Linked DNA regions of Mus musculus: regions 1, 2 and 4 are each linked to region 3. A link is a contact called in public Hi-C data. All regions are on one chromosome and are shown on one strand. Each heading gives the region's core, a stretch centred on a gene start, on an enhancer-like site or on the middle of the called end of the contact. The rest is flanking DNA. Distances are from core to core; before and after follow the strand shown. Region 1 overlaps Tgfbr1 (transforming growth factor, beta receptor I). Region 2 overlaps Tgfbr1 (transforming growth factor, beta receptor I). Region 3 overlaps Col15a1 (collagen, type XV, alpha 1). Region 4 holds the start of Anks6 (ankyrin repeat and sterile alpha motif domain containing 6).

Region 1 (2,935 bases), core at 371-2,870, 140 kb before region 3:
CACATAGACATTTTCATTCCAAAGATAATCTATCTACAATGACAAACATTCTGGATCCTGAGTAACCACCATCTATCTTCACAAGCATTACAAAACTTTCACTGCTGTTTCTATAGTTATGTGAAAAGCTCATTCTGGTCAAGTGTCCATGTGGCACACTTTACATACAGACAGCTTCACAATATGTATACAATAAAAACATACAAGTAACACTTAAATCACAGGATTAAGTAACACTTAAAAACACAGCACAATGTAAACCTGGCAGAGTTGAAATAGCCAGTGCCCCGAGTCCATGCAAGCCTTACACAAATCCTTTCTTTGTAGGACATTTGGCAAACATTCACTAGCAGTATATATGGCTGTGATATTCAACAACACTTTTTGTTCTAACTTCCAATAATTGGTTTAGAAAACCATTTAGTGAAGACTTCAATTATAGTATAATGTGAGCCACATCTTCCAGTAAACAAACTGATATTTGAGAACTGCTTCCTAGCTTTGGTTAGGTATGAGATCTCATTATCCTAAACTTCCCAACAAGCCCTGAGGTCATTAATACTATCTTGAACATTACTGACCAGAGCAGCCACTTGCAGCATTTATTATCACTGCAGTTATAACAGTGAAACAGATATAAAAACAGAATCAGACCTAAGGTCATCTTATTTCTACAATAAAACAGAAGCATCAATTGTCACACCAAATAATTGTATTAATTTACATTCTATTATTTGTAATTGTCCTTGATTCTAATTTACAGATTTAATTTATACTTGTAAATAAACCCAAAACATTAAGTTTTACATTTTCTAGTTTCATGTTTACAATTTAAGGAATAGTGTGAAAAATTGTTTTGCACTTTTCATTTCAAAGAGGTCTACATATGATGAAATTTTGAAAAACGCCAATGCTGAAGGGCTTCTCTTACTAGTCTTTAACAAGAAAGGTCACTAGACAATATAAACATCCTATAACACAATGCTTAGCCAGGCAAGGGTTTATGTCTTGAGGGAATTTTAAAATTCCATTTTTCCAAACTAAATCAGATGACTGAATATAGGATTGCTATTATATGATGTACAGGCTGGTTTTGTGTGTCCACTTGACACAAGCTAGAGTCATCACAGAGAAAGAAGCCTCAGTTGAGGAAATGCCTACATGAGATCCAGCATATTCTCAATTAGTGATCAATAGGGGAGGGCCCAGCCCATTTGAGTGGTACCATCCCTGAGCTGGTGGTCCTCAGTTCTATAAGAACAAACCAGGGAAGCAAGCCAGTAAGCAGCACTCCTCTAAGAGCTCTTGCATCAGCTCCTGCCTCCAGGTTCCAGCCCTGCTTGAGTTCCTGTTCTAACTTCCTCCAATGATGGATTGTGATCTGGAAATGTAAGCCAAACTTCTGTTTTGGCCATGGTGTTTCGTCTCAGTAATAGAAACCCTGACTGAGACATATGACATAGTAAAATAGTTTATGTAAATTAAACAGAAACAGATTCTCATGAACATATATCTTAATTCTCATTTCTTACAAGTTGAAGTCTGTAAGCTAAGTGTGTAGTGCACACTTTTAATTCTAGTGCTTAGAAGGCAGAGGCAAGAGAATCCAAAATTCCAAAATAGCCTGAATTACATACACAGTAAGATTGCTTCTTAAAAAAAAAAAAAATCAGGGGTTAGGGACGTAGTCAGTGGTAATGCCTGGCATGTGCAAGACCTTGGTTTCAAAACTCAGCACTTTATCTCCCCCTAAAATTATAACTGACTTTATTATTAAATAGATCTGGGTTATCTCATTCCTATTTTTAATTTTAATGTTTTTCCTTTATGTGTATGTTTCAGTGCCTCTGTGTGTATGTCATGTGCATATGGTGCCTGGGGAGGCCAGACGAGAGGGTTATAGGCTGTTGTGCACACCTGATATGGGTACTGGGAACAGAACTTAGTCCTCTGACAGAATAGCATGTGTTTGTGTGTTCTTAACCAATGAGCCATCTCTCCAGCCTCCCCCTCTCTCCTCTTTTATTAAAATAGGGCTTTGGGCTGGCAACTCCCAAAATTGTCTTTTGAACTCTACACACACACAGTACACACAAATAATTTTTTAAAGTAAAAGTGAGGCTGGGGGCTGGAGAGATGGCTCAGTGGGTAAGAGCACCCGACTGCTCTTCCAAAGGTCAGGAGTTCAAATCCCAGCAACCACATGGTGGCTCACAACCATCCGTAATGAGATCTGACTCCCTCTTCTGGGGTGTCTGAGGACAGCTACAGTGTACTTACATATAATAAATAAATAAATAAATCTTAAAAAAAAAAAAAGTGAGGCTGGCAAAATGCTCAGTAGCTCTTTGCCACTTCCCACCAAGCCTGGGGACCTGAGTTTGATCACCAGAACCCACATGGTAGATGGAGAAACTGACTCTTAAGTTGTCCTCTGACTGACATACATGTACAGTGGGGTACATTTTCTCTTATAAGTACTACATCCCAAATAAAAATGTAATTAAAATATCTTTAATTAAACTAGGTCTTGTTTCCATTTTTAAACATTTTAAGCTAGTATACAAAGTAATGGATGTTATTATTGCATTGTTACACATATGTATCATTACAATATATTGCAATTCACCCATGTCCTCTCCTCATCACCTTTCCCTTTACAAATAGTCTCTTTTTATGTCTTATGTATTCCAGTGCATTCTAAAGTAAGATCCTTCACATCCTGACAGTCCCTGTTCTAGATCTATCATACACACAGTTAAATCCAGGTCTCACATGAGAGAAAACAGCATCTGTCATTCTGTGTCTGGTTTACTTCATTTAACATGATTTATAGTTCTATCCATTTTCCTAAATTGATACTGCTGAACAAAATTCCACTGTATACATGGACTATGTTTATGTGCATTTATCTGCTGATGGACATCTAAGTGGT
Region 2 (3,067 bases), core at 81-2,580, 170 kb before region 3:
TTTAGATTATTTTTTAGTTTTACTCTTAGGTCTCCCTACGTTCCTTACCAAGGCTGCTTATATTAGAGCTCTATAGCACAGGCAGGCTTGAGCTTATGATATTTTTGCCTTAGCCCCCTGAGCAGCTGGGATTATAGGCCTGTGCCAGCAAGCTTAGCCAGTTCCATACACTTATGTGTTTCAACTGAGAGACTTTAAAACCCTAGAAAAGTAGAAACTTGAAATAGCAGAAAGTACACAGAAAACTAATCTTATCAAATTGAGAAAATAACGCAGCAGCAATGGCATTAATCAGCATTCTATAACAGTAACTATGAACCGCACATGTCCTTAATAGTATCCAACTTCTTCCTGCTTAAAAGACATCTGTCTCTAAACTGCTTCAGTTAATAAATGAGTGTGAATACTTCATGTCTGTGCTATCAAGTACCCAGAGACAATTTTAAAGCACACTTTTGTGTGCTGAGGTCTATCACATGAACTCTGGGCATACTCAGTTGTCTTCTCTGGGTCTGCACATTGTATTTTGCTTAAGGTGTCTTACAATTTTTTGAAACACTTTAAAACATTTCTTAAGGAAAAAGAAGACATCCTTTCTCTAAGTTCACTTCTCTCATAGTCTGCTGTTAACATCTGGGTATGTGTTCCACTGGACTTTTTTTCTAGGATGCATATATTTGGCACTTTTCCAACAAAGCAGAGTAGAACTTTGTAGAAATTACCAACTATAAGAACTTTCTTAAAATCACAAAATACTACCTTAGTACAACTCCTTGGGGCCTCATTAAGAGGTCTAACTTTGTTGTGATTTTGAGATAGAGTCTTTGTAGCCCAGGTTGGCCAGGAACTGGCTGACGTTGAGCTTAAATTCCCGGCTATCCTGCTTTCACCTTGGGATACTGGTAGGACAAGCGTGTGTAGCAACACCCTAGCGCAAAGTGGTGTCGAGGAGCAATCCCTAGCCTCCAGTATACTAAGCATGCACTTTACAATCTCAGCCTCATGCCAGCTAGAGAGAGCACAATGATGTCAGAAGTGACACTGAGGTGACACTCTTTCTTTTTTTGAAAGTCCACTTAAACTATTAAACTTCCAATCTGGAAGGCACACTTTGGTACATTAACATCTAACAGTAACAGCTGTTAATAAAATTTGTTTTATGACTTCTTTGAATTTACAGTTAAGAATGAATTCCTACAACATTCTATAAAAGCTGGGGATGACTCTGTTGGACTCTGTTGGAAAGCACCCCCTCCCTCGGAGGAGCAGCCCTGCATAGCCTAGGAATACAGGTCATACCTCTGAAGTTCCCTGCAGTGATCACACCCAAGCGCCTCATCTTACAAAGGGTGCTAAGTTCCAGAGAACTGATGCAACCTGTTCATGTCTGAGTCAAGCTAGTACTGGCAGGCCTCCTTATTCCTGCCCAGTGTCTGTCATATGACTCTGGGCTGCACTGGCTGGAGGGAGGCATTCCTTCCATCAGCAGGCATTTTACTTCATTTGGCATATCTAAGGATGATCAGACATGCCAGTGACCACTGCAAATGTTTCATGGTCTTTTTAATACTTTTACTAAATCTTATTAGTTTATGAAAAAGAAAAAGAACCTTTGCATTTTTCCTTACAGAAAAGTAACAAATATCTGCCTACTAAGTAGAAACAGTTTAGCAAAGAGCCTTGTATCAAAAGGAAACACTTACCTCACAGCTCTGCCATCTGTTTGGAATATTTGGCCTTAACTTCTGTTCGCAAACTACTTTTCTCATTTCTTCAACCGATGGATCAGAAGGTACAAGATCATAATAAGGCAACTGATAGTCTTCATGGATTCCTGTATTGGTTTAAAAAGTCCAATTTAATCCACTGCCCTGTCACTGGAAGGATTACTTGTGAGGCTCATTACAGTGGTTCATAATTCCTCAGGTAGGGAAGTAAGGCTCACAGCTTTCCGTATCTAACTCACATCTGCAGCAATAACCCACCTACTTGAGTCATCACCATGCCTGCACTTTTGTGAAGGATAGTGCTGTCAACTTGACAAAATCTAGAATCACCTGAGAAACAGGCCTCTGGGCATACCTATGAGGATTATTTTTGATTAACAGAATTGACACAGGAGGACTCATTTTACCTTGGGCAAGGGATGCTGGGGTGTATAAAATAGAGAAAGCACGAACTCACTGGTCTCTGCTCTTGGCAGTAGATGTGATATGACCAGCTCCCTCAGGCTCCTGCCACTGTGACATCCCTGAATGATAGACTGTAACCTGGAACTGTAAGTCACAATAAACCCTTTCTCCCTGATACTACTTTTGACTGAGTATGTATCACAGCAACAGAAAAAGAAACCAGGACAACTTTGAGCCTTGTGTGCTATGATGACCAGGTTGAGATTTTGACTATAAGTCGATTAGTCAGAAGATGAGATCTCATTGTGATTGCAGTTTCTCACTGGATGCATGGATATATTCTTGTAAGAAAATGTGAATCCCACAAGGCTAGCTTAAGATACAAATCTCTTCCTTCTGCCTGTGTCTGTAAATAACATGTCCTATTTGCTATAATACCAAATATACTCTTATCTCTCACTGTCTAAAAATCTTGAAGTCCTAAGTCCTAGCCAGGATACCTAAGCCTAAGAGGCAGTGTTTTGAGCACACACTGACAAGTTCTCAGCCTAATACAAAACCAAAAGTAAAAACAAACAATCTAAAAAGCATGCAATGTTAATGCAATTATCATTATATAGATCTTCAATCATCAAGCTGTACAAAAACAATAATAGTCGTTTTTTAAAAAAAGGTTTTCTTGTTGGTTTTGTTTTTAAGGCTTTTTAGCCAAGTCCATACTAGAAACAGTTTCTCAGGTATCCTTTCAAATAAGCAAGATGATAGCAAGAGGCTGGGTTCTGACACTGAGACTAAAACAGCAGGAGAAACAGCTGGATAAACTGTGTGTTGGCCGGATGATCTTTTGTTCTCTGTGGCATTCTCAGTGGTCACCTGTCAGACTGCCCACTATAGTTTCAGTTAAGAAAAAAGAAAACAACTCTGGACTAACTTCT
Region 3 (3,063 bases), core at 452-2,951:
TCCAGCCTCACCCTACAACCACCTGCGTGCTCATCCATCAACTAGATGTGCAAGCTCCTTCCATCCCAGGGAGCCTCTTCAGAAGCCACACAGCCTCAGGGCAAGCAGTGAACCCCCAGGCAGAAGAGGTGGGGCTCAAGTTCACTCAAGTTCTCAGCTGTGCTGCTCATGAGCTAACCCCTCCCTGTCTCAGAACCCCAATTTGCACCGGATTAAACAAGATGAGCTGTCTGTGTATAGCTGCTGACCCTCAAACACCTCATGGGCTTGACTTTAACTTCAGTCTTGCTCCTTTATTTCTTTAATGCATAGGAGTTTCATGGGGGATGTGGGGGGTTGGGCATTGCTCAAATAAAATCTGTCCCCATGCTGTGCCTCGTATAGTGCTGAAGATGTGGAGGGAGCTGAACCCAGACCAGAAGCTCATTATCTAGGAACGGTTAGCGGTTATCTGTTCATGCTATTTGCGAGCTCCAACGCTTTCAACCAACGCTTTTCAACCAACGCTTTCAATAGCTCCCTGGTTCCTTCAACACAGAGTCAAAATTCCATTCTGGGCACATCTGGGGTCAGGGGTAGAGCCTAGCATTTATGAGTTTCTGGATCTATCTTCAGTGGAGTGTGAGGGACACAGAAATTATCATCTTCTTACCCTCCCCTCTTTCCTTCCCTCCTTCTTCTCTTCTTTCTTCTGTTCTCATGCTGTTTTCTAAGTCACTATTATTTTTTAAAGTTTTTTATATGCATGAGTGTTTTGCCTGCATTTATGTCCCTGCACCATGAACATGCAATCTCTGCGGAGGTCAGAAGAGAATGTCTGATCCCCTGGAACTGGAACAAGAAATGGCTACAAGGCACTGTGTGGCTGCAGGGAGGTGAGCCCAGGTGCTCTGCCAGAGAGTGGGTGCTCTTAAGCACAGAGCTATCTATCTCTCCAGAACCCTAATACTATCTTTTGCATCTTCTCACCAGTATTTCCAGGCTCGGTCAATTGTACCCCAACACAAGGAATTCCACTTTCATCCTACAGGCATCCCTCCCTGTACAATCACAGGGTTTGGCAGAGCTGGTAGTCTGCAACGTGGCCTGAGGAAAGGAAGACAGACAGAAACAGCCTGGGCCTCTTGCCCTTGGAAAGTTCGGTGCAGAATCCTCAGTGATTTCAGGGTGGCCCCTCCCTAGGGCATAGGGAGAAATCATCAGAAGGCTTTAGAGAACACTGCAGAGGAAAATCTGAGCAGTCCCCACAGGGTGCCACTCTCTTCCCAAGGGTCCGGATGCCAGTTTCCATGGAAACCAGGAAAGAATCCTAACAGTGAAGAAACAAACTGGACTGGTAGGTTCAGCATTTGGAGGAGGCAAGAAACAAGATCCCTCCTCTGTGCCACAGACCCCTGGACACCTATATCTCCTTTTGCACTCCAGCCTCAGTTTCCCTTTCTGTGCACTGGGTTGGATCAGCCTTTCCATCTGTGGGGTCTCCTGTCTGGCCTTTGGAGCCTGATGTCCCTAGGGAACCGTATCTGGCTTTGCAAAGCTCTATCCCACAGATGACCATCTGGGACCTGAGCCCAGGGCTCTTGCTTGTCAGCATTTGAAGCCTCAAGAGACTTAGTTGCTTTCCTCTGGCACCAGGTCAAGGCTGGGATATGGAGAAGTCCCAAGAGCCTTGCTGCACAGCCAGGAACGCTCCACCACTGGGCTCGGCAGCGGCCCCTAGCGGCCACGCGGGGACCCGCGTCTTCTCAGAACTTACAGACCGGGGTCCGAGGAATACTGAGTGCTCTTGGCTTGGAGGAACCATGAGGAACCCAGATCCCAACCACAGAGATCTGAAAGCGGCCCCGGAAGCAGAGGCCCCGGAAGCAGAGGCCCCGGAAGCAGAGGCATGACATTATGCAGTACTCTGTGACCACGCTGAGCCTAGAACCCAGAGGAAGAGCTCTCATCCTGTTTTCCAACGTGGATTGCCTGGGGAGGCAAAGATATTCTTCTCTGTTTGGCAGAGCTTCCCATTCATGCCTAGAAAGCTGACAGAACACTTAGCTGCTCTTCATCTATGGTGTGTGTAGTCCCTCTGGTCAAGGACGCTCCATGGTGGTTGTAGCCTGGGCTACAGCCAGCAAGCAATCAAGGGGCCGTTCAGGGTAAGGTGGGAGTGACTGTCTTTAGAACCCTATCATGGCTCCTCCAGTCCAGAATTCCCTGTGTTTACCTCAACTATCGCTCTAAGGCTGAAGGAGGACCCCTATATCACCCTTGTCACTTCCCAGTTATCTTACTGGGAACAGCAATGCCCATCCTTCTTAGGATTATTAATATAGTTTGTTGTCAGTTCTGAATTTTGATTCTCCATTCTTCACAGATGCTAGGGAAAATCTGCATTGCTGGGCCTACCCTTAGCCTTTTTTACTTTTTATCTCAAGACATGGTTTCACTAAATTGCCCAAGCTGGCCTCAGCCTCCCCATAGCTGAAACCACATACAGGCCTCTGGTAACAGGTCCATCTAAGATTTTTTTTTCCTTGAACATTTATGCAGAAAACTGGCCCCAAGGACTAAGGCACACCCCACACCCGTCGTTTCTCTGGCTCTCACTGTCTGGAAAGAAAAGGCATGAGGAGTTTAACCAGCTGCAGACTTCTGAAAAAGAAATCTCTCTTTCTGTGGACAATATCCCCCAGTCCACACCCATCAAAGGCCACCTGCTTTCTTCTTGCTCACCTCCACTGCTGGAGAGCTCACTCCTAGTCAACAGCCCTAAGAAAATAATAAGTCTTCAAGGGTTTTGCTCAGGCTGAGCTAAGCCTATCCTCCCTGTGGCTGCCCCACCCTGCCAGCTGGCAGAGCTCTGGCCCCTGGGTAGACAAAAATGTCAACTTCCATACGGTGGTCTCTCAGATGTCACAAGGGTACTAGAAATGGCACTAGCCTTTAAGACAGCCTCCAATCACCAACTCCACACATGGCTTCAGAAGTCTCTTTGCTTCTTCCAAGTCTCTGGCTCAATATCTGCGAACTAGAGTCTGGCCTAAATGTTTTCCCAAGGCCCCTGCCAGGTCG
Region 4 (3,201 bases), core at 176-2,675, 180 kb after region 3:
TATAGCCTTGGCTGGCCCAGAGCTCACTATGCAGACCACGCTGGCCTCAAATTCATAGAGACCTGTCTGCCTCTGCTTCCCAATGCTGTAATTAAAGGCATGCACCACCATAGCTGACATATTTATTTATTGTGTGTGTGCCTGTGCATGCCATACAACAAATGTGGAAGTCAGGGGACACTTTCAATAACTGTCCTCAGACCTAACAGTTACGCTGTTATCATGACACACTGTTGGGACATGTAACAGCCTTGCCTTGTATGTCTGGCTTCTTGCTGGGTTTGGGCGGGCACTACTAACCATCTAGGGAAACCAGTTGTCTCTTCCTATGGAAGTGTCCATGCTGTAAGGACACATATGCTGTGAACTGCGTCTTGCTTTCTGCTTAATTAGCTTCTTTTCCCCAAAATGTCCTCATGGCTTACTCTCTTCCTTAAGGTTTTTGCAAGTGTTATATTTTCAGTAATTCTCTTGTTGGCTCAATTATGAAACAATGCTCCACCTTCTACCCGATTTTGCTTGGATTCATGTTCCGTTTACTGTGTCAACAGCACTCAACTACCATTCAGCAGCCAAGTTTATTACCACAGCATATCTTTATAGCCTGTATGGGTGGGTCAGATCCTAGAAGGCAGAGATGCTATCTTGCAAACGTTCGCGGCACGAAGAGCTGTGCCTGGCACTAACAGGCATCCAATACATACTTGTTGAGTCCGGAAAGAGAGATGAACTTGATGTCAGAAGACCTGAGTCCTAGCCACAGCAGCGCCTGCAGATCTGTGCAGACTATAGCAACATACAACCTTCCCGGTCACTCGTCTACTGTAGATTGGAATAATCATCTGAAACTCTAGGGTGGCTACAAGGACTGCCCTGGGGACCAGTCGGTGGTTCCTACTGTTTGTGTGATATACAGGAGGGCTTGGGACCAGAACAGTTGCTGGTCCCACACTGAGTTTCCGACAGTGGGTCTGGGGTGTGGCTAGAAAAATCTCTATCTGTAACATGTAAGTTACTGCGGTAGTGGTGACCCCCCCCCCCCCCTGTCAAAAACAAGAGATAGATGGGCGGGTAGCTTGACACAGATGAAGAACTCAGCACTGCAGGGCTGCTCCGGCAAACGACGGGGCTGACCCATTCGTCCCGATTCAGCCTGCGACTGTTTAGGGAGCGCTAGTGAAATGCGGGCCGGTCTGGGGTCGGTAGAGATGCGAGATGAGTTCTAAGCTAGGCCCAGAGGTCGGATTCAGTAGGAACGAACAGGAAGACTGAAGAGTGACCGCACAGTCACAGGCCCACCCTCCAAGGCGGGAGGCGGGCCCTGCGCGCGCGTACCCATCAGGCGCGACCCCGGAGGCGCGCGCGCACCCAGGGGGCGGGCCTGCGGACGGCGGGCACGCGCGCGGCCCCGGGGTGGGAGCGGGCGGCGGCGCGGAGCGGGCGGTCAGCGATGGGCGAGGGCGCGCTGGCCCCCGGCCTGCAGCTGCTGCTCCGCGCCTGCGAGCAGGGTGACACCGACACGGCGCGGCGCCTGCTGGAGCCAGGCGCGGACCCGGTCGCGGGGCCCGAGGCGGGAGCGGAGCCGGCAGGGCCCGAGGCGGTCCGGGCAGCGGAGGCCGGGGCGCCGGTGCCGGTGGACTGTTCCGATGAGGCGGGCAACTCGGCGCTGCAGCTGGCGGCGGCCGGTGGCCACGAGCCACTCGTAAGGTTCCTGCTGCGCCGCGGAGCCTCGGTCAACAGCCGCAACCACTACGGCTGGAGCGCGCTCATGCAGGCGGCCAGGTGAGCGGGGACCGGGAAGGAGAGAGTCCGGGACTCGTGAGAGTGCGAATGGCAGACTTGGAGCTTTGCCTTTTGGTCATCTGTATGATGGAAATAAAAGGGCGGTTTCAGAAACACAAGATTAGGGATGTTAGAAACTTTGGCTTCTGAACAGTGTGGAGGCTGCGGAGTGCATCTTCTAGACGTTCATTCATTCCGTTTTGCATCAAGGGTCTCCTAAGAATCTGTCTACTCACCCTGGCTTTGGGGGTTGACCGAATAGATAACTGGGATCCAATTAAGTCCCTATTTTGGGGATATGAGTGGGGTGGGTGGGTAAATAAAGTAGCATTCTTGATCTGGAAGGTCTGACAGTAGTAGCTGACCCAGTTGGAGGAATAGAGGCGATTTTTAGTGGAAATGAGGTGTTAAGACTCGAGGATTTGTAAGAGTTATCCAGGACCGGAAAACGAGGAAGCGAGGGAGAACAAGCACACTGCAGACACATAGTGATGAAAGGTGGTCAGACAACTGGGAGGATGCTGCGACCCAGAGGGGGCTGGAGACAAGCCCACCATTGGAGGAAGAAAGTAGGTGCCAGATTGGGGCTGAACAGAAACCCACAATCTAAGGATGATCAGGAGTGTGGAAGGCACAGGGCACTGTGACCGGAACAGACTTTTGTTTCGGGTAAGTTACATTCAGCACCTGTGAGAATAGGCAGAGAGATGGGCCAGAGTCAGGAAGGCTGGCTAGGAAGACAGCAGCCAAGGAAGAGACAATTAGTGGCCTGGATAAACCTGAAGTTGATCCTCGTGGTTGTGTGACCCTGCGAAGGGGTTGGGAGAGGCAGCAAAATCCATCTCTAGATTTCTGACTCGTATAAATATACTGAGCTGTAAAAAAACAAGAAAAGAGACAATGCTTGTTTTGTTTTTAGATTTGTTTTTATTTTATGTGTATGAGCGCCTGTGTATATGTGCACCACATGTGTGCCTGGTGTCTGAGGGAAGCCAGAAGAGGGCGATGGGTATCCTGGAACTGGAGGTACAGACACAGATGGTAGAAACCAAACCTGGCATCTTTTTGAGAGCAGCAGGTACTCTTAACTGCTGAGCCATCTCTCTAGCCCTAGAGGGAGAGTCCTGAGAGTGAGCATAGCTTTCAGTCACATAGCAGGTTGTACCGGTGGAGAATGCCAGGGCAGCAGAGGTGACCGTAAAACCTTTTTCCTAGGTCCCTTTCCCCTTAGGGGCAGTATCTACTCTTCCTCCAGGTGAGCCTTCTCCTGCCTAGGTACCCCCTCAATGGCTTGTGATATCCCCAGAATGCACCCCCCTCCGTCTTCCTCTCCATCCCCTCACCCTTGTCCGCAGATACCTCTGTAGCTGTCTCCCACCATACTCCTCTGCTCCAGGTATACCTTTGCCCCTGCCCCCT

Evidence for each region. A called contact is a pair of places that touch in the nucleus more often than the background predicts.
Region 1: a Hi-C map of bone marrow-derived macrophages shows a contact between it and region 3, with 44 read pairs. The contact joins two enhancer-like sites. A contact is called at or near these places in 1 of 15 datasets of contacts at CTCF or cohesin (CD8 T cells), 5 of 484 Hi-C or Micro-C datasets (the MC3T3-E1 cell line, bone marrow-derived macrophages, cochlea and 2 more), 2 of 115 datasets of contacts at active chromatin or transcription factors (the HPC-7 cell line and microglia) and 3 of 9 other capture datasets (adipose tissue, liver and pancreatic islet).
Region 2: a Hi-C map of Th2 cells shows a contact between it and region 3, with 3 times the contacts expected there. The contact joins two enhancer-like sites. A contact is called at or near these places in 1 of 39 promoter capture datasets (the C10 cell line), 1 of 15 datasets of contacts at CTCF or cohesin (pro-B cells), 105 of 484 Hi-C or Micro-C datasets (the 63-12 cell line, the AtT-20 cell line, B cells and 69 more), 8 of 115 datasets of contacts at active chromatin or transcription factors (the HPC-7 cell line, acute myeloid leukemia, bone marrow-derived dendritic cells and 5 more) and 4 of 9 other capture datasets (adipose tissue, bone marrow-derived macrophages, liver and 1 more).
Region 4: a contact with region 3 is called in a Hi-C map of cortical neurons, with 2.3 times the contacts expected there. The contact joins the promoter of Anks6 here to the enhancer-like site in region 3. A contact is called at or near these places in 5 of 39 promoter capture datasets (the 3T3-L1 cell line, embryonic stem cells and hippocampal neurons), 8 of 484 Hi-C or Micro-C datasets (cortical neurons, embryonic fibroblasts, embryonic stem cells and 4 more) and 2 of 9 other capture datasets (adipose tissue and embryonic stem cells).

The regions. Positions count from the first base shown.
Region 1 is chr4:47,377,321-47,380,255 of GRCm38.p6, reverse strand. All of the region lies in intron 1 of Tgfbr1 (transforming growth factor, beta receptor I), which reads right to left. It also overlaps a transcript of Gm32435 not described here. Among named protein-coding and RNA genes, the nearest start is that of Gm32435, 4.3 kb to the right of the region's middle. Within about 2 kb of position 1,620, at least 3 of the 459 cell types and tissues checked have an H3K27ac peak or open chromatin away from gene starts, as enhancers often do. A contact at or near this core is called in bone marrow-derived macrophages, where this site is marked.
Region 2 is chr4:47,405,689-47,408,755 of GRCm38.p6, reverse strand. It overlaps Tgfbr1 (transforming growth factor, beta receptor I), which reads right to left. Exons shown (of 9, transcript NM_009370.3): 8 at 1,704-1,834. Among named protein-coding and RNA genes, the nearest start is that of Gm32435, 33 kb to the right of the region's middle. Within about 2 kb of position 1,330, at least 34 of the 459 cell types and tissues checked have an H3K27ac peak or open chromatin away from gene starts, as enhancers often do. A contact at or near this core is called in Th2 cells and neural progenitor cells, where this site is marked.
Region 3 is chr4:47,233,684-47,236,746 of GRCm38.p6, reverse strand. All of the region lies in intron 2 of Col15a1 (collagen, type XV, alpha 1), which reads right to left. All of the region lies in intron 3 of Gm32317 (a long non-coding RNA gene), which reads left to right. Among named protein-coding and RNA genes, the nearest start is that of Gm32317, 10 kb to the left of the region's middle. Within about 2 kb of position 1,701, at least 63 of the 459 cell types and tissues checked have an H3K27ac peak or open chromatin away from gene starts, as enhancers often do. A contact at or near this core is called in Th2 cells, adipose tissue, bone marrow-derived macrophages and 4 more, where this site is marked.
Region 4 is chr4:47,055,530-47,058,730 of GRCm38.p6, reverse strand. Anks6 (ankyrin repeat and sterile alpha motif domain containing 6) reads left to right here and starts at 1,425. Exons shown (of 16, transcript NM_001356426.1): 1 at 1,425-1,782. The coding sequence starts at 1,451.